Regions from separate parts of the Acanthopagrus latus genome. Here region 2 is linked to region 1. A link is a contact called in public Hi-C data. All regions are on one chromosome and are shown on one strand. The core of a region is the stretch at or near the end of the contact, and the rest is flanking DNA. Distances in the headings are between cores, read along the strand shown.

What was found. A called contact is a pair of places that touch in the nucleus more often than the background predicts.
Region 2: a contact with region 1 is called in a Hi-C map of liver, with 4 times the contacts expected there. The contact joins the promoter of cep41 here to the promoter of si:dkey-106n21.1 in region 1. A contact is called at or near these places in 4 of 4 Hi-C or Micro-C datasets (liver and muscle).

Annotation. Positions count from the first base shown.
Region 1 is chr8:20,033,445-20,037,307 of fAcaLat1.1, forward strand. It overlaps si:dkey-106n21.1 (solute carrier family 23 member 1), which reads right to left and starts at 2,257. Exons shown (of 14, transcript XM_037105796.1): 1 at 1,713-2,257. The coding sequence starts at 1,783.
Region 2 is chr8:20,183,906-20,187,577 of fAcaLat1.1, forward strand. It overlaps cep41 (centrosomal protein of 41 kDa), which reads left to right and starts at 1,628. Exons shown (of 11, transcript XM_037106755.1): 1 at 1,628-1,778; 2 at 2,118-2,181; 3 at 2,302-2,349; 4 at 3,600-3,661. The coding sequence starts at 1,746. It overlaps poc1b (POC1 centriolar protein homolog B), which reads right to left and starts at 1,173. Exons shown (of 12, transcript XM_037106748.1): 1 at 860-1,173; 2 at 1-46. The coding sequence starts at 883.

The sequences.
Region 1 (3,863 bases), core at 1,007-3,506:
TTTGTCTGGGCCAACAAAGGGGCAGGACCATGACAATAATGGACCCTTGCGGAACCCCCGCAGCTAAATTCACCAGCTGACTGTATTGAGCACCTTGGAAAAAAGGAAATTCTTCTCTGTTGAGTAAAAGTCAAACGGATAAAATCCTACATGTTTGGAACAATAATGAAAGATGTCTAAAGTCAGACTGCTGTTGAATAACTTTAAAAAACGTGGGATTCAAAACGAAATGGGGAATTTCTCTGCACAATCATGTTCAATTATAAGGTCAAAAGGGTTGGTCCATTGAGAACACAACTGACTCAAGGGTTGTGGTTTTATTGGAAATTATATCAGAGAAATATTAATCCGTCTTCCCTCATTTCCACTCTTTGACATAGTTTGTCTCAAGTCTTTGTCGCCACAGTGTGCATATTTTCAGCACCATTAAGAAAAGAGAATTCATTATGGGTTGACTAGCAAACATGACAATAATGGGACATGTCCTGCTATCCATTGTCCATTGTCCAACTTTTCATGTGATCCTCAAACCCTGTTCCAAGCAGAAAAATAACTAACATGGATCTCGGAATAGAGCATGACTGCAAAAATCACATGTAGTCATGAGCCTTTTGACCAGGCTGATGAATCCATTAACGTCTTCTCTCCTGCACATAGCCACTCATAATGTAATGTCAGATTTACATTATTGCATCTTGAGTAACATAATGAGTAGTTTCACTGTTTGATTTAAAAAACCAACAGAGACTCAAAAATATGGCTTGGGATAAATGATACGTGGCTCAGGGCGCACAGTGAGGTGTAATGACAACAATGGGCATTCCATGTGACGTACTGGCTGACCTTGTTTTTACAGTGGTTTCCGGTGTTTTGTCCTTTCCAGACATTGTTTTATGGCATCAAGCTGATTCCCCCCTGGTTATTTGAATTAGCGATGGATGGATCAGACCTGAGAAGATGCCGTATTAGGACACTTTTTTCCTGTCGACACATTTTACATGCTTGCACCACAGGTCAGATCAAGGCTCCTATTTCTTTAATTTCATGCCTCTTCTACTCCCCTCTCTCTCCTCATAGGTCTTGTGTTTTTGTCAGCTGCTGTTATTTAAGTTGAATACAGGTAGATGGAAATCCAGAGAGCTCAGCTAGCACGACACTTAACATTAAAATGAGAAAGTGACAAAAGTTAACTAATTGGCTACAGGCAAAAAATCTATTGTGTTTGATTGCATAATAAAGTCACAAAAATAACCCTATACCAGAGGAGCTATGAGTGAGGATGCACTGCTGTTTATATTTTCTATACACGTAATATAAAAGATAGTCAGAATGTGTCAACAGTCATGTGACTAGGACTAAACATTGTATATTTATGTAAAATGATGTAGCCTTTTTTATAAGGTGCTCTTCTAACTGCATTCCCAAAGGATTTTCCCCTTGATATTACTTGTGTCACATTATGCCACATTGTGGACTGAATTAACAAGAGACAGAGATAGAACACGGCAGTAGACAATAACAAAGCAATAGTCAGGTTAGGCAGCTTTGCCTCACTGTCTAGTTAATCGTCATCACTTAAAATTAAGCTTAGAAGCAAAAAATGTCCTATTTTCTCAAGCGCCTGTTGCCTGGACGCCTCTCTCTTTGTGTCATCTCATGTGGGAGAGACTGAGAAGAGAGGAGGCAAGGGAAGAAGTCGAGGATGTACGAACCGAGAAGAGAGGCGTGATTCATTTCCTGCATCCTGTGAGTGGGTGCAGATCAGGTCGGAGAACAAAAACATTTTGGTCAAAGGGATAGTTTTTAGGAAGTGTACTCATTTGCTTTCTTGCATACATTACACGATTCTCGGCTAGCACAAAAAGACTGCAAGCATTTCCCAAAATGGTAAACTGGTAATCCTTTCAACTGTAAGATTACAGAAAGATTGTGGTTCTCTTTACATATTCAAAAGTCAATGCACCCTGTCTTGTGTTTCAAATATTTTTCTCCTAACCGTAACTAAATGCTTAGTTATTCCCTAAATGTCACCATGACAGCCTCATTGTGACTCTGTTTCCATGTGCACATATGAAAACAAAAAAAAACATTCTGTCAGTGGATATTTTGCAGATACTGGGATTTTCCAACTTTGCAGATACATTCATTAAAAACAGCGTTGCAATGAATAATGTAATTCTAATTTTAAGGAGACATGATAGTCTATTCGGACTGAGCACAGCATCATTTTGTTTCTGAGAGTTTATCTCTAGAGAGAATGCAGCGAGAGAGAGAGAGAGAGGGGGGAAGGAGATTTTCCTGGTGAGACCAGAAACTAGTTGTTCTGATCTTTTTGCCATGGTAACAAATTATGTTGTTTGGAATTTTAATAAAGACAGGAAGGATTTTTTTTTTTTTTTTTCTGGTCAAGTAATCACTGTTAGTTTTCACTGCATTGTGAAGCACATGTGGCAGTCCAGCTTGACCTCAACTGCCAAAGATTATCTCTTTCTCTGTTTCATGATTTATGGAGACACTTTAGGCTACAAAAGTTTGGTGTAATTCGAGCAGCACTAATTGTCTTTGTAGACTGGATCATTGATTGCTCTGATGAGTCTTCCTTGTACACACTCTGCTGTATTGATCGTGTCAAAGCAGAGTTAATCCCATGGAAGCGTTCGAACAGAAATATTGTCTTTGAGGTTTAACTGAGAGGAGAACCTTTATGTGTCTTAATGGTGCAGAGCCAGAAAACACAAAGTAGTTGTATAGGTCACACCTGTAGCAATAAGGATTGCAGAGATAGGCAATGTTTGTTTATTAGATAGTGTCTTCATGTAACAGTTTGTCTTTTTGAAAGAGTAACTATAAAAGCCACTGTTTTTTAAAAGAAATTCTGACTAACCTGCCTGAAAAACAGAAAATATAGTGAAATATACTCTCACCACCCCTGCCCCCAAGTTTATTCTGATGCAGTAACTACAAATTGTGCAATTTCTAGGGTGTCTGGGGAGCTTCTCTACTGGTGACAAATAAGTAGCCTGTATTAGTTACTGCTTGCTTTATCTATAAAATGCTACTATAAATTTAGTGTAAATGGTGAAATCATTTGAAAAACTGTGTTTAAACAACTGCTTGGGGGAGTGAGACGCATATAAAGTGGGACGAGGTCTGCGCTGCGTCAAGGAAAGAACAAGAATCACCTGGGTGTGCTGTTTTACTCCCCTCTTAAGCCCTCACAAAAGGGCATTGTCATACCATGACTGGCTATGAGGGGAATGCCCGAGCTGCTCTAAATTGTTAATTGGCAGCCAGTGTCCACACCCTGCACAACAGGTGACCTGAATCTACTGGAATCAATCCAGATCCAGAGGGATTATGACAGTCAGTTAAAAGAGATGGCAAATATCACTGCAATGGTTTGCACCCATAGGTGTGTCAGGTATAAGCTCTGCTGATGTGCTGATCTGTAATCGTCTGGATGAGGGAGGCAGGAAGCCAGGAAGCCTTTAGATTAAAAAAAAAAAAAAAAGTAGAAGTACAGTACATTGTTCTAAATCATCCGTCAATTTATTTTCAGACCCCAGACTTTCTGGGCCACCCTGGATGATCAGGACAGGAAAGAGAAGAAAGTCAAAGACAGTAGAGCAGTACATGTTTTTGAGCGGAACATTTTTAAACCTCAGTGAGGGCCTTTTAATTTAATAGTGCACAAAAAGCTCCATCTGATATTCTCTTCAATGGAGACAAAAATAATTCCACTATCTGGCACAATGTTTCCTCAATTGCATCATGAAACTATTATAATCAATTCAAAGGAAGCACATTATTACACTCACATTGCGTCAAAACCCCAGAATCGGTCTGTGCGCTGGATTGTGTTG
Region 2 (3,672 bases), core at 378-2,877, 150 kb after region 1:
CAGCATCTTTATGCCCCTTGAAGTGTCTCTCAAGGGTTGGATCCTCCTGCAAGGAAAGGTCGCAACAACAAAATCAAAAGTCAGGTCTTCCTGTGGATAACACAGTCATGAAACAAAAACAGTTCCTCTGACTGTTAAGACCAGACTTATGTCTACTTGAAGGAAATCTGTCCACCATTTTTAACTCACTTTACATTTTTTGTCAGAAGCATGATGCCCACTGGCAGAGAATTATTGAGTAAACATAAATTAGCTGACCTTAAAGGACAACACTATTTCATACTGTTTTATGTTTTCTTATATTTGGCTGACCCGGCCACCTTTATGGCTTCAAACAGTGTTCTAGGACCTCCTTCTTCTGAGAAAAGATTATTTATTCAGTTACAGAAACAAAAATATTCTGAGTTTTTATTATTGTCCAATATTATCCAAAACTGTAAATACTGAAAATCTGAGTTTTAAGTTCTTCTCTAAAACTACAAAGTGCCCCTTTAAAAAATATTATGTAATATCAATCTAGATTTAAATCTAGTCTGTTTGTTGTGATGGAGGGCTGGGCAGGAACTTCAGAATGGGACACTGTCTGCCTGAGCAGACCAGACGTGTGTTTAGGAACAGCGCTAAAGAGACATTACACTGAGCAACAAGAACTTAAAGTGGATTACTAATAAGCAAGTCTACTATGATGAGATGAATTAATAGAGGGGACCCAAGCTGTGTTTTGACAGCCCCGTTCAGCAAATCCTCTTAGCAGGTAGGCAGCTAGCTGACTCGGCTACCATTAGCGTCAGTGCACGCTGTCAGTGTAAACCCACTTTTACTCATTAGACTTTATGAAAGTGTAAACAGATTTACTTACCAAAACAGACGCCATTGTGGTCATTTGCCGAAACAGCTAATGTTGTCAGAGGGAAAGTTTAGCCGCCCCGCTGCTGCGAGACGTTACTTCCATGACTGTCAAACTGTGCGCCTTCAGCAGCAGTCTCAGACATAACCTGTCGAGCTCAGATAACACGGCGTTCCGTTCGGCGGTCTTCTTGCAAACTTATTTTACTCTGAATTGTATGCACTCAAAAACTGCGTATTGTTTTCATATGAGCATCCGGAAAAACACCCGCTATTTCTGCAGCTAAAAACACTTGTGGCAGCTGGGAGAGTGGTGCTGCGTTCATGAAACATATGAAAAACAAGGAGATAAGAGGATCCTACTCGACAATTCCATTTCGCAGCTTCAAATAACCGTGCGCGACAGCATTCAAGTTGGAAATGAAAATGTTGAATTTGGGGAATTTGGTGGTACGTCCGTCAAATCAAGGCTCTGCTTACTGCCTCGAAAGAAGCGACAACCATTCAAATAAAGTGTATATATAATAACTACAATATTTAAATCAATAGAATTTAACAAGAATATCACGTAAGCGTTTGGCGACAGATTGTGATCAACGGTATAATTTGTGAGCACCTCCAATGCATTACAATCAAGCCGGGAACTTTGTTTTGTGAACTTTTTGCTGTTGTCATCCAAATAGGTTGTGTTTTTTCCTGGTAAAATGAATGCAGCATTATCGTTAAGGTGGAGCGTCCTCCCGCTGCTAAGCAACTGGCAAGCCATATCAAATGAAACTGCTCTGAGGCAGAAGTGGCCCAGTACCAGCGTCTCTGATTGGTCCGAGGTACAGCACTGACAAATCAGCGACGAGTTTGTTCAACTTGGAAATTGATGTTTGGCTTTTCGGTTTGAAAAGATGTCGCTCAATCGGGGCATCGGCAATGCAGAGGTAATTTTAGTTATATAACAGCATTATTTACTTTTATTTACCCGCAAACTGGTAGTACTGCAATATCGATATTATCATACTTTGAATACAGCTTGAGCCAGCAAAAACAAATGTTGATTTGCAAGCTAGCGAGCTAGCCAGTTAGCTGTGGTCAGTTTTAAATTACCACATCAGCGAGAGTGCTCCTGAAAGACTCATTATGTTTACCGCTAGCTCTTTCTAAAGGCTGCCATGCTTGCAGGCTAATTTAACTATTGTTAGCATCTGCTATCCTGTCGCTCAGGTTTTTTGGGTTAAACAGCTATCTAGTGAAAAACTCATGGCTGTCTTTCCTTGTAGTACATGAGGAGAAGGATACCGAAAAACGCCAAATATCAACATGTCAAAACAAGGCTGGATACAGGTATCTTGTCAATGAACAAGTGTACTACAGTGTTACAGATTATTGACGATTGTTATGCTTATAATAATATATAATGCTCCTTTTGCCTCTCTACTATGTTGCTGTCATTTCTGTCAATAGGATGCAGCCTTTCAAAGTATATGGAAAAACTGGAGGAGATTAGAAAAAGTGAGTAACTCATCTGAAGAGGAATCAGATCAGTGGAAGTGTCCTGTTTTATCATACTCTGTCTTGCTCTTTTTTTGATGTGCTCTCTCACTTAACATGTTGTATGTTTTGTCTGGGGTTCTCAAATCTGGCTTCTGAACAAAAATGTATTTGTTCATAGTCGTACTGAAAACTCACTCAAGCCTGAATCAGAGGTAGGCGTTTAATGATGTCATTTGATTGAATAAGTGCAAAAGGATGGCTGAATTTTGTAAAATGCAAAACCACCTATTTCCAAGTTTTAACATTTGGACTTATGTCTCTGATATTCACATCTGCAATGGGCATTTTATTTATCAGACAGGCTTTAGTGTCTCCTGAAAAAACACATACAGTGTAGAATCCTTTGACCACAGTTTGACCCAGTAAGTACAGAATAGTGTTTCTATTCACAATTGGACACATGACAGTGGTTCAGTCTGTTTGTGTCTTTATAGACACTTTCCATTCTCCCAAAATGTGGACAGGTGGATCAGATAACCCAGTTTGTCAGGACTGTATAAAACTCACGCACGATCCAGTTACAGCCAAGTAAACCTTCCTAAGAGTCTGTTTCTTACTTTCTACTTTAAAAGGTAAACCGGAGAAGTTCTAACCCACTGGTATTTCCCAGTTAAGTACGTTCTTTGTGGACAGTAGTCATTTTGTGTTGACCTGTTCTGATTTCTCAAGGATAAGTGGCATAGATTATATCGCTCTCCAATGGGGGATTGTGCCCCTGTCCACAATAATTCCTGTGTGTCTGCACAAAGACATGCTGGTCAGGTGCCAGTAGAGTTCTTTGAGAAAGTGTGAGCTAGTGATGTCATACTGTGGATAATACCATTATCCCTAGCACAGATAAAACTGTCTGAGCAGCCGGATTTGGGTGTAGTAGTGGCAGCCTCGGCTGGAATACAGTATGGGGACGGACAGGGCAAAGCTGAGGTTTAATGAGGCATTAGAGGGGGATGAGGAGAGTGGGGATCTGCAAGACCCAGGTGAGTTGTGGGTAGTTAGCTGCATTCAGTGGTTAAAGAATCATCACAGTTTTACTTGATTTTGCAATTATCAATCACAGTGATTCGACCTTTGGACCAAATGTGCAAAATTATTAGCTACAGCAGCCTTTCTTAAATACATTTTTTTTAAGGCTGTCATCAGAGCTTTGAGGCTCCCTCCTACCAGAATATTTATTTGTTTTAAATATTATTTGCTTCCCCATTTTTCAGACTATAGATATCGAAAAGATGAAATCTTTAAGCGGTTGAAGGTGACAACATTTGCACAACTGGTAAGCATTGA